Regions from separate parts of the Gossypium hirsutum genome. Here regions 2 and 3 are each linked to region 1. The links are chromatin contacts, called in public Hi-C maps. All regions are on one chromosome and are shown on one strand. Each heading gives the region's core, a stretch centred on a gene start, on an enhancer-like site or on the middle of the called end of the contact. The rest is flanking DNA. Distances are from core to core; before and after follow the strand shown. Region 1 holds the start of LOC107918210 (zinc finger CCCH domain-containing protein 17). Region 2 holds the start of LOC107919274. Region 3 holds the start of LOC107918216.

Evidence for each region. A called contact is a pair of places that touch in the nucleus more often than the background predicts.
Region 2: a Hi-C map of leaf shows a contact between it and region 1, with 4 times the contacts expected there. The contact joins the promoter of LOC107919274 here to the promoter of LOC107918210 in region 1. A contact is called at or near these places in 2 of 34 Hi-C or Micro-C datasets (both in leaf).
Region 3: a Hi-C map of leaf shows a contact between it and region 1, with 2.6 times the contacts expected there. The contact joins the promoter of LOC107918216 here to the promoter of LOC107918210 in region 1. A contact is called at or near these places in 3 of 34 Hi-C or Micro-C datasets (callus and leaf).

What each region holds. Positions count from the first base shown.
Region 1 is chrA01:89,184,679-89,188,985 of Gossypium_hirsutum_v2.1, forward strand. It overlaps LOC107918210 (zinc finger CCCH domain-containing protein 17), which reads left to right and starts at 2,049. Exons shown (of 3, transcript XM_016847750.2): 1 at 2,049-2,566; 2 at 3,410-3,520; 3 at 3,976-4,307. The coding sequence starts at 2,390.
Region 2 is chrA01:88,461,849-88,466,155 of Gossypium_hirsutum_v2.1, forward strand. LOC107919274 reads right to left here and starts at 2,413. Exons shown (of 6, transcript XM_041111822.1): 1 at 2,029-2,413; 2 at 1,658-1,802; 3 at 887-1,501; 4 at 1-228. The coding sequence starts at 2,058.
Region 3 is chrA01:89,872,326-89,876,632 of Gossypium_hirsutum_v2.1, forward strand. It overlaps LOC107918216, which reads left to right and starts at 1,789. Exons shown (of 2, transcript XM_016847756.2): 1 at 1,789-2,798; 2 at 2,936-3,356. The coding sequence starts at 2,567. The coding sequence ends at 3,117.

The DNA of each region.
Region 1 (4,307 bases), core at 799-3,298:
ATCATATTATCATATGTGTAATGTCATGTCAACTTGTTATTTTCATATATCACTCACTAAAAATCCAATTAATGGAGTAATGCTTATCATTTTCATCAATATTGAAATTTCAAAATTCGAAAAATATAGAGACTTAGAATGATTCAATTAGAGAATATGGACTAATGGCCCATTTGGATGGATGTTTACCTCTAGTGCGGTGCGTTTAGCTTTCTTTTATTCTCACACTATAATATCGCTACAATACTAATCTCACTGCCGTTACTGTTTTTACACTAACTGCAGGTGAGCCAATCCAAAGCGGCCCTAAATCTACAATTGTGCACATAATACATGACTAGTAATTTAATTTAACCAAATGTATTTAATTTCTACTTTTTGAATCATGACTAAAATTTCAAAATTAAAAAATTACAAGAATTTTATGTTCTCAATTTAAAAAGTATATAGACTAAAATTGATAAAATAAAAATATGATGACTAAATCTATAACTTTTATAAAATATAAAAACTAATAATAAAATTAAAAAAAAGTAGAATCATAAATAATAAATGATTGGCTCATATATAGTGTGATTTCATATAGAATAAAACCATGAAAAAAAATTATGGTATTTAGGTATTTATTGATGACGAGATTTGAATCTGAGATATTAGATTATTAGATCTCAATTTTATCATTTTAATTAAGATCTTGGTGACATTTAGGTTAAAAAGCTTACATTATAACACAATACAAAAAATTCAAACATAAAAAAAATATAATAATAATTTATTTTAAGTTTAATGGTGTAAAAAACCCTAAACTTGTTTTAGAAAAAAAATTAAGCTCTTTTTTCTTTTTTGCACTCATATAGATACTTGAGCTTTTAAAATGTATAAAAAAAAGCCCTTAAACCTTTTCAAAAAAATAATTAAACCTCTTTTTTTTTACATTCAATTGGGGACTTGAACTTTCAAAATCCATTAAAAAGACCCTCAATTTTTAAAAAAAAAAGCAATTAAACCTTTGATTTTATTAAAAATTAAAAAAAATTTATAAAAAACTATAAAAAATTCAAATCAATAAAATCTATAAATATTATTAAATTTTAATAAAAAATTAAAATATTAAAAATTCATTAAAAAATAGTAAAACATATAAAAATTGTAAAAATTATAAAATATATAGAAATATAAAATTTTATAAAATTTTATAAAGTCGTAAGAAAATTATACAAAATGTAAAGAAATATATATTTCGTAAAAAAATTTATAAAAATTATCATACCAAAAAAGCATTTATAATTTTTCTATAACTTTTATTGATATTTATTTTTTTTATCATTTTTCGCCACATGTCACACTGAGTTGTGATACGTGGTAATTTTAATTGAAAAAACTAGGGGTCATTAATTTTTTTTATGATTTTTATAAAAATTTACAATTTTTTATTTTTTACGAATTTTATAAAAAATTTCTAATTTTTAAATTTTTATTAAAATTTTATAATTTTTCTAAAATTTTTTATTTTTTATCTTTTATCATTTTTTTCTAATTTTTAGTAAAATTAAGGGATGAATTGTTTTTTTAAAAAAAATTAGAGAGTTTTTTTGATGCATTTTGAAAGTTTAATTGAGTGAAAAAAAGTAATAACTTCGTTGCTTATTGCTTTTTTTTTCTAAAGAAGTTTGAGAGCCTTTTTTATGCATTTTAAAAGTTCAAATGCTTAATTAAGTTAAAAAAAAGAAAGAAAGGAGAGGCTTAATTACTACTTTTAACAAAGTTTGAAAGTTTTTTTAACACCTTTAAGCATTTGTTTTAAGTATAATGAAAATATATTTCACCTTCATTTCACGATTAATAAAAATTAATTTTTTTTAAAAATTCATAATTATATATCCTTACAATATTAATTTTAGAGGTAGAATATACCTTTAACACTGGTCTAATACATGTTGATAATTTTAGAGTTATAAATTTTAGTGAGTAGACAATAAAAAAAAATAAAGATGTAAATTAGTGTATAATATATATCAAATAAAAGGGAAAAAAGGAACAACACAAATGAAGTCCACTTAAAAGCTATGGTTGTGTATGTGACATAAGGAACACATCACCACCCATCTTATTATTACAACTTCTCTCTCTTTCCTCTCCTTTCCCATCTCTAACCTTTTCTTTATTATATTTTTCTCTTTTTCCTTTATATTCTCTTTCTTTTTTAGCTTAGCCAGCCTTTCAGGTTTCTTATATATTTCCTTCATCCCCACAATCCCCCAATCTCTTTCCTGGCGGCTCCTCCTCCCTCTTTTCTCTTCGCATCATCTTATCTTTTTCATTATTTGAATATTTCGATCTAATTGAGAAAAGATCTTTTTCTTTTGTTACTTTTTTTGAAAAATCCGCCATGGTAGCGGCTACGCCACCACAACAACAACAGCAGCAGCAACAGAAGAAACAGGCGGCGGTGGCGACCACAACGGTGACGGTGGCCGGGGCTACAAAGCCATCGGCTGAAGAAGAGGCTTTGAAGAGGAATACGGATTGCGTTTACTTTCTTGCTTCCCCTTTAACCTGCAAAAAGGTTGTCCCCCCTTTTTTTACCCTTAGGGTTTGGAACAAGATCTTGTTGTTTGTTGGATCTTGCTTCGATACTTCAATTAGGGTTTCAGATTTACTTTTCGTTTTCCCTGTTTCAATGGCTCTTTGTTTAGTTATTTATTTAAATTTAAATGATAGGAAGTAATAAAATTTATTGGAAATGTGAAAATTTATTTGTTTGTTTGTTTTTTGAGCTGTTTACATGTTAGATCTTGCTAATTTATATTAGGTTCTTAGTGGTAAAGCCCTAGTGAATACATCTGGGAATATATGACATATTTCCCTTGATGTTTCTTTTATACATCTTAAAGAAAATTATTGGCTTCTCCCCCTAGGGTTGGCTGTTAAATGTGTATTTATTTGATGAATTATGTTAATTTTGGTGCATTAGTTTTGTAGTATTTTGTAATTGATCTGGCGCTATTATAACTTCAAGTTATTCGTGTAAAAGATATGGAAACATTTATGTTCCTTATAAAACTCTTCCTAATTGTCAAAAATAGAAAGTATTTCTAGAATTTGTTGTTTCCATTGTGATGCACTTATGTTGTTGTTTATGATGGAATGTTTTGATGCATCATCTCTAATACTGTTATTCCGGAACAGTTTAGATTGTCGTCTGACTGCGGTTTCACTTTTAGCCTTTCTGAACTATTTTTGTCTGTTTGCATTGGTTTTGAAGTTCTTTTCTAGAAGCATGTTTTGCCATTTGTGAAGTTGCCTTTGACAATATGTCTTCATCAACTCCATCTAGTTGTTTATAGATGAGAACTGATTGTTCATTAGATTCTGTAATTAATATTTATTTCCTTCTCAATGCCAATAGGGAAGTGAATGTGAGTATCGTCATAGTGAATATGCCCGGGTTAACCCAAGGGATTGTTATTACTGGTTGAATGGAAATTGCTTGAACCCAAAATGTGGATTTCGACATCCTGTAAGTTTCTTCTCTTCTCTTGCACCAATAGTATAATCTTTGTGCCATGCTAGTCTTACAGGCTTTTGTAGGGAGTCTTGTTGCACTTATGATTTTCAAAAGTGAAGTTTGAAAAATTGCCGGTAATCAAAATTGAATATTTTACCAAGTCACTTGCTGATTTGACAGGAAAAACCATAAAATGAAAAACATTGTATTAAGAAGATCGTGTTTGTTATTTACTCTTCATTAAAAGCTGGTGTTCCATACTTTTGAATCTACTCTACGCTTACTTTTCTCTTCTAAAACATTCATGTACAATTATCCCAACACCTCTTTTACGTTTTAAGATAACTATAATTTCTTTAATATTTATTTAAATGGTCAAGTTACATATTGAGCTATTTCAATCATATTGTGATGTACTTTGGACTGGTTATGATAATTTTTGTGTTATTCTGATGGTGTCTTTTCAGCCCCTTGATGGCTTGTTGGGAACCCAAGCAACAACTCCGACTGGTTCTTCCAAGCCTTCTTCACACACAGCAGCAACTACAGCACCTGCTAGTCATATGCCTTACAGCCAGGGTGCTTCTTACAGCTCCGGCAAACATGCAGTTCCATGTATTTTCTTCCTCAAAGGGCTTTGCATTAAAGGTGACAGATGTGCTTTTTTGCATGGTCCAACTACAAGTAATAAAGCCACACAACTAGCAGCAACTACCACTGCTAGTGAGCCTCATTTATTGAAGAAGACTTTTGGTGCAGTTGAAGCATCTCAGTCACAGAAGTTTCCCCCAACTAATGT
Region 2 (4,307 bases), core at 1,163-3,662, 720 kb before region 1:
ATGTAGAAAGTACAGCTCTGGTGGGAGTTGATGGCCTCGATGAATTTGGGCTCCGAATTGGTGTTGTTGACCGCACAGGAGTTCCATTCCTTGAAGGTTCTTGGCTAGCAATAGGAGTCATTTCAGTGCCCATATCTCTCATGGATACTGATCTAGCTGTTGAGGGAGGAGGAATAAACGTCGTAGCACTATGTATCGATATTGATGAATCATGCTGGCTAAGACTAACTGCAAATAAATCAACAATTAATTTCTTAATTAGTGCATTGCAAATTACTAAGGCAGCTTCATGTTAGACGCTTTTGATGCATAGAAGTTGAGTTGATTTTTTTAAATAAATTAAGGCATGCATACTGGCAGTTAAGTTTTAGCACTTCATTCAAACAGCAAAGCTGCAAGTTCACCATATCTGCTCTTTGTGTGAAAATTTCCAAGTTTATCAAAAGGGTCAGAGCTGAGATTATGTTCTTGCGGCAGAAAAACCAACTGCACATTTACTTGAAAGTATAAAAACTAACCACACAAAGTCGACTAAAGGGAAAATAATACCCCCAATACTATCAGTAACATGAAGGAACTTCCTTCTTATGCACGAAAGATTTAAATAGAAGGCTACCCTCAAATAATATCGGTTTCAATCAGCCAAAAATTAATCATACATTACTAATTGCAGTAAACTTCTAGTGCAAGACCAATAGCAATTATGCCTAATTGATGACAACACAAAATTTCTAAGTTTTAACATGATAAGTGCTCAATAGGGGCTAATTCTTTGATTAAAAGCATGAGTGGACATGATAATTATGAATATGAAGGCTAATTTTTCAACAGAACCGTGCAAATGTAACTAAGACTACTTCGAACATAAAATAAATTTAATCCTTACTAGCTGACTCAGCAACAGAGTTCTGGATCATTAGTACAGGCTTCCCATATGAATCCACAACTGGGTATGGATCACTCTCCCAATTAACAAACTTCTGCAGCCCATCATCCTTCTTAGCATGATTAGTATCAATCCGTTTTGTATCCGGTTCTTCGAAAGCAACCATCCTTTGATCTGGAACTTCAATGACCACCTTAGTAGACGATTGCCTCCCGTAACCAAAAGTACCTCCTTTTCTTGATCCCACCCCTTGCCCACCCTGCCCTGTCTTCGGCCGATTTGCAGTAGGGCTGGCTATCCATTTCTGAGCGTCATCCCATTTCGATGGAGCAGGCTTAGAAAACGGCCCAAGGGGAACCCTTTGCGGTGCTCGTTCAGTCTTCTGAAACTCAAAGATCGATGAGGACACACTCATGTTGTCATGCCCACTATCATAATCTAAACCAGGATGATCCTCAATGAACCGGTTTTGAGCAGTGCCTAAAGAATGATCCTTTGATCTTCGCTCGTTACCATTTTGCATAGCAACTGTAGAACTAGCTGTTGTAGAAGTGGAACATTCTGGAAGAACACTCACCACATCTACATCTTTGCAACTATCAGAGCCACTTTTCCCTGCAGAAAAAGAAATTAAACATAAAAATCAACAGTTTCCACACTCTTTCCATTCTCTTCAACTTTTCCTTTTTTCTTTCTTCTTTCTGAATCTATTCTCAAATATACATCAATAAAAGCAAAAAATAAGTAAATAAACAAATAAAATAAAGATACCTGAATCGTCATCAAGGTGAGAAAGTTCAGATCTTAAATCTATTGAAGATTCAACTTGTTCTTCTTCTTCTTCTTCTTGTTTTCTTTTCTTTTCTACTCCTAGGAGCATAGTCCGTAGCTTAGCAGGGGAAAATCCACCACCACCCTACGGATTTTCACAATTTTTTTTTTCTTTTGTTCAGTAATAAATGGATTTAAGCAACGGATCAGTAAAAGAAAATTTGAAAATGAAATCTCATCTTCCTCTATTTCTTGCTTGCTTTCTTACTTTCCCAAAAATAACAAAGGAACGGAGCATAGGGCGAAGAGAAAGGCATTAAGAAAAAAAATAAATAAAAAAAGAAAAGAGAGATTGCGAGAAGCATAAGTACCTGAGGCTTTTGGATTCTTTCGTAATCCATGAAAATGAAAACTGATTTACTTTCAATATTACACTCCGCAGATAAAACATAGAAACGGAAGCTAGAATCACTGAACTGGCAGCATCGCTATTATTATTATTACTACACCATGCTTGTTGCTTGAGAGCTGAAGAACTGTCCAGTAAGGGAATTGAAGTGATATGTCTCTCTTTCGCCCTATAAACTGACAAAATTACTAGAAATAAATAATCTCCTATTATTTAATAATTGTATGCTTTGAGTTTAAATTCGTGAACCTTGGATGCCATGGACAGATTCAGAGGAAGAAAAGTTACAAAAATGATTACTTCTTTAAAATATTTTTACCGGATAATGAGCCTTGGATACCCGTCTCTGACCAATATTTTTCTAAAGAAAATAGCTGTATAAAATTATATTTGGTCGAAGAAAAAACAAAAAAAACTAGATTTGAAAATATTATGGTTATAATAGTCAAATAAATTCCAATCAAATACTACATTCACCTAATGAATATTATAATTTATATTATACCATAATCTTTTAAAATATAGTACATTTGTTAAATAATTATTTATAATGAATAAGGATGAAATTAGAGAGTTAGGAAATAAAATAATAATATTTAGAATTTTAAAAAATAATTAAAATTTATATCAGTAATTTAAAGGAGTGTATCTTTGAATCCTAAATTCACGAGGGAGTCAAAGGGATAGTGTAACTTTTTCTTTTTGAATTTGGTAAGTCCATGGAATTTTTATTATTATAAAAATAATTATTTATTTAAGTTTATTTTGTTAATTATCGTGAAAAAAAAGGATAATGTAAGCTTTGGCCATTAAACTTAGCAAGTAGGTTCACATTGGTTTCTAACTTGAAAATTAGGTTCACTTTGGTACCTATACTTTTTTTAGGGTTTATTTTGAATTTGACAATTAGATCCATTTTGATCCATGAATTTGAAAAATTTAAAACTTTGATGACGTTGTATTTTGAGTTTGAAAAATAAAAGATTTTTAGATGATGATTTAGAACAATATTAGAATGCCATATTCAATGTTTTAATAACCAAATTCATGTTGAACACGTTAGACCACCAGTTCTCGATTTAACCAGTTCGACGTATTCAACTGTCGAACCAACAATAATTAAATAAATAATTAAAAATTCTTAAAAATCTAAAAAAAATTAAAAAAGAAAGATAAAATCGGTTTTACTTGATTTTTTAGATTATTATGAGTTTTTAATTATTTATTTCATTATTGTTGGTCTTACTGTTGAACTGGTTGAATTGAGAACTGATGATCTAACCTGTTCAATCATTAATTCAGTTATTAAAACATTGAATATGTCATTCTAAGTTTATAGCAAATTATTACCTATTTTTTTAAGTGATGACATGACACAATTTCAAAATATCACATCATCAAAATTTTAACTTTTTCAATTTAGGGATCAAAATAGATCTCATCTTCAAGTTTAAAATAGACAAAATAAGAAATATAGGTACCAGAGTGAACTTAGTTGTTAAGGTTATGGGTCAAAAGTCATATAATTTTTTAAATGGTCATTAATGATTTTCAAATTCAGAAATCATAATAGACAAAAAAAATTCAAGAACAAATATAAATTTATTTACCAAATTCAAGAGCCAAAATTTATATTATCTCAAAATTAAAAAGTGAAAGGTGTATCTATTTATATATATATATAGTAAAGAAGGTTGTCTCTTTCTATCACTTTTTGAATGGAATCAGTTCAGTCTAGAGCTGATCATGGGCTGGGTGGCCCGGCCCGGCCTGAAGGTCCGCTAGAAAAATGGGAGGGTTTGGATAAAAATATAGGCTCGAAAAATGGGCTTGGGCAAAAAAACGAGGCCCGTTTAGAAAACGGGCCGGGCCTCAGGTAAGAGTTTTTTGGCCCGAGCCCGGCCCGAATTATATATTAATATATATATATATATTTTATTTTTAATTATTTTAAATTTTTAATATAACCATTTTTTATTATTTTATTAATTTGTGTATTGTTTTAAGAATTGTTTTAGTATTATTTTTATTTGTTTTAATATTTGTTTTTATGTTTTTAAATATATTTGATTTATTATATTTTTAAAATTTTTTTATTTAATGAAATAAAAAAAATTTAATATGGGCCGGACCGGGTCGGGCTTAGTAATTTTATTTCGGGCCGGGCTTGGGCAAAATTTTAGGCCCATATTTCAGGTCGGGTCGGGCCCAGGCCTAGTAGATGAGCCTAAAAATTTATAT
Region 3 (4,307 bases), core at 539-3,038, 690 kb after region 1:
TATTTGCAAGGGTAAGTGACCAACTCAGTTGTGTGCATTCTTTGAAGTCGGCTAGGTGTAGTAGCCACCTTATGCGTACCAAAATTTGAGATTTATCGGGCATTAAAATGCCCCCCATTAACCTTAGGATGAATGCTTGGGCACATTGTTCTTTGACGATGTTGGTCGCGTTTGGAGGAAGCTCTTTGAAATTGGTTTCTGACCAATTCATCTATATTCAGCCACCTTGAAACTTGTTTAGGACCTTCCCCAAAAATGCCTCACAAAGGTCCTCTTTAACGGGAATGATCGCTGACCTCGTGATGATTGACCTATCCACCGATAAATCGAGTTACAAAGCTATGTCCTCGAGTGTGATTGTACACTCGCCGCATAAAAGATGGAAAGCGTGTGTCTTGAGCCTCCATCTTTCCACCAACGCGCTGATGAGCGTAGGATCAAGTTTGCAGCCCCTGAGCATACGAGATGCATGCAAGAATCTCGTGTTTTGCAAGTAACCATAAATTTTGGTGATTGGTCCTTTTGACAAATTGTGTATAAACCCCTCCAAAACACGATCATTCGCCTATTTATATCGACAAAAAAATATTTTAAAATATTTTAAAAAATAAGAAACTTTAAATTTAACTTAATTGAAAATAAAAAAATTTAAAATTTCGTCTTACCATTATTGCTTGAGCGACGAAAATGTACTTTTCTTCGAAACGAATCAGAAATGTTGTCATTCTTGAAAATTTAATCAAATGAATAAAATATGAAATCATTAAAAAATAATATTTTTAAACAAGCGTATCGGAAAATTTAGAACAAAACTTGAGAAAATTGAGAGAATTAAGAGCCTGTTTAGTAGTGCTTAAAAAAAGCACTTCTAGCTCTAAAAGCACTTTTGTAGAAAAGTTGTGCTAAACAAACTGTTTTTGACTGAATTTTTTGGCTTTTCAGGAGAAGTTAAAATTTTTAGCTTTTCCTTTCCCAAAAGCAATTTTGGTGCTTAAATACTTTTTCACCCCTCTAATAACATAGTACTTTCCCTTTTTTTCCTTCTTAGTGCTTAATTACAAATGTGTTAAAATCATTAATTAAAAATAAAAAATATTTTTTAAAATATTAATTACAAATATTTAATGATTATACTTAAATATTCAAAATATAATTTATATATTTAATTAAATTTTATAAATAATTAATATTTATTGCTTAAAAATATTTAAAATTTATATTTCATATATTAAAATATTAACAGCAAATTATAATAAATTTTATATTCTTACAAAAATATAATAATGTTAAATTAATTTAAACATTATTTAAATACATATTTGTTACTTGATAATAACATGTCTAAAATGGACATTTTATTTCTCAAAAGTATTTTTTGACAGTAATGCTAAATACTCAAAATTTAAACTAAACTTTTCAAAAGTACTTTTCCATAACATTTTTCAAAAGTATTGCTAAACTAGCCCTAATAAAGTTGAAAGAATTGAGAGAGTTAGATTTGAGTGAAAAAAATTAAAATTGTATAGTATTTGTAGAAAAAAATGACCGTTGGAGCACTTTAAATCTTTTTACCATTGCCAGCCAACGTTTAAAAAATCGTTAGAATTGACTTTTGACGAACGAGTTTTTTATATAATTAATAAGAAAACACATTTAACTAAGCGTGTTTTCCCTTTCTCTTTTAAAGAACGACCTATTTCCTTAAGTTAGAAAAAATACCTAAAAAGGCAAATAAAACAAATTGACATATATGACTAATGGAAAAATCTTCAAAGAAACTTTATTTATAAAAATAAAACAAATTGAATATTATTGTTGTAGAAAGAAAGAGGAGGGGAATATGGCGGTCGCGAATGAATAGGTGGCTTGGTGGACAAGGAGGGATGAACGCGTAAATATGCCCAAATGCTAACTCTACACGGAAACAACAACTTCCGTATATATATACATTGCAACCCTACGGCAGAAGAGAAAGAAAGAAACCCTTTTCCTGCCTCCCCTCTATAAGGCTAATATACCACCTCAACCTGAATTACTCTAATCCTTTTCCTTGTTTTGTTCCTCTATTAAATACCCCCAAACGCTTCCCACACCTTCTACCTACAATCACTAAAATTCCTCTCCTTTTTTCGTCGAAATCTGCGTCCCAGAACTTCTTTTTTCTGGCTCTTTTCCCCTTTTTGTTGGAATCAAACCATTGATCTTTTGGTATTTTTGTGAATGGTGGAAACAATTTGGAGCTGTAGTATATTGATGCTCTCCCCTTGCAAATCGAGGGCGAGCACTCTCCTTCCTCTTTCTGCTGCTTCTGCTTTCGCATTCGGTTCTTGCAAAGAAGGCTGGTACTACCGCTGCCTTGGCCTTGACCCATAAACAACCCCACCTCAATACCTCTATTCCTTTCCACCAATAACCCAGATTTGTTTTTTTTTTGTTATACGCCCCACAAAATAACAAAACAAACCCATTGTTTCTCTTTTCGCGGTTGTTGGTGAATTGTTCATTCATCTGTTTTTGGTTTTGATTCCTTTTCATTTTGAATTTTGAACAAAAAAAATTTGAAAGAATGTTGCTTTACAAGCAGAAGAAGAACCAGGGTCCCAAGGGCAACAGGCTCCTGATTAGCGTCACTGTTCTCGGAAGTGCTGGGCCGATCCGTTTTGTTGTTAACGAGGAAGAGCTCGTTGCTGCCGTCATTGATACTGCTTTGAAATCCTACGCTCGTGAGGGTCGGCTTCCCGTTCTCGGATCCAATCTTAATGATTTCCTCCTTTATTGCCCCAGTGCTGGATCAGATGGTATGTCGGTTTTCATTTCAATCTTTAAAGATTAAAAAATTTCCAGGATTTGCTTATTTGATGTTAAATGGTGTTTTATTTGGGAAAAATTAGTAGTATTCATGATTTTGGGTGTTTGGTATGTTTTTTCATTGCAGCACTAAGTCCATGGGAGACAATTGGATCACAAGGGGCAAGGAATTTCATGCTGTGCAAGAAGCCAAGGACTGAGAAAGTGAAAGACGACGGGAAGGCAGCTGAATCAATTAATAGGAAGGCAAGTGGGAATTGGAAGGCATGGTTTAATAAATCCCTCAATCTCAAGATTTCCTCCCATTAATTAAACAATTCCCAACCCTTTATGATCCTTTATTTCTTGGGTTAGCTTTACTTATAAATAAAGCCTTGGAAGTTAGTCTATTATCATTGATGGCCATGGTAGAGTATTGCTTATGTTTTTCACCTTATTTCTCATTTAGGTGAGAAAAGACCTGCAGGAATAAATTTGAACTTGTTTTTCAGTATTTTGCCTTATGCAATAAGAATGAAGAGAACATTCATGGTGTGCTTGATTTTCCATTTCTGTCTTTGAAGTGTTGCGTTCTATTGTTGAATGGCTTTTGATGGATGATTCTATTAATTTCATACCCTACGTAAGGTTTGGCTTACACCCAGTGTTCAAAAAGTTGTTCTGAATTGTCCATAAACATGTATTTTCGGTAGCTTATATCCATTGCTTGAAATGTTCTTCTGACTTGCCCTTAATATTACAAGTTGCTTTCAAGGATTTTGATTTGGTAATTGGATATGGCTAGAAATATATAGGACATGATGGATGGACTGAATCATTCAGATTTATGACCAATTTAAGAATTTTATTCAACATTATCGCCTGATGGATGCTTATTCTTAGGAATTGATTCTTTTTATTGAACTTAAGACCCAAAATCAAACCACTTGAGATTAATTAACAGTGTATTATTGAGGAGCTGGTTGTGTGGCACTTTCTGAAGGATCTTTTGAATAATTAGATGTTCGGTGAGGCGAAATAAGCGGCTAATCTTCCGTTATAATTATCGACTTTAAAGGAGTAGGTCTTTGTCCTTGCACAACCCTTTTTCTCCTCTTTCAAACTTAAAAAGGCTACTTTGGGTGGGAGCACAAATGGGCTCAAAATCTTGTCAATATGTAAGAAATATGGACTAGGGTCTACTTTCTTTTGTTCAATACATGTTTGGTCTCACGTCGTTAGTTGAAATATACAACTTGGTTTTGTATATGTGCAAGGTAACCTCATGGTTTTTGGCAGATCTTTCCCCTAATCATTTTATTTATGCATAAATAATCGTGCTAAATCACTATTTAGGTTTGAACTTTGCCATTGTTCTCACAGCTTTTAAGTACTAATTTGGATTAAAAAAATTCAATATGAAAATAATTGTTAAATTCAATATTGAAGTGAGAAAAGTTTTCATGAGCTGGGATTAAGAAACGGGGTCCATGCTAGCATGAATGAATTTGGTGAAGCCT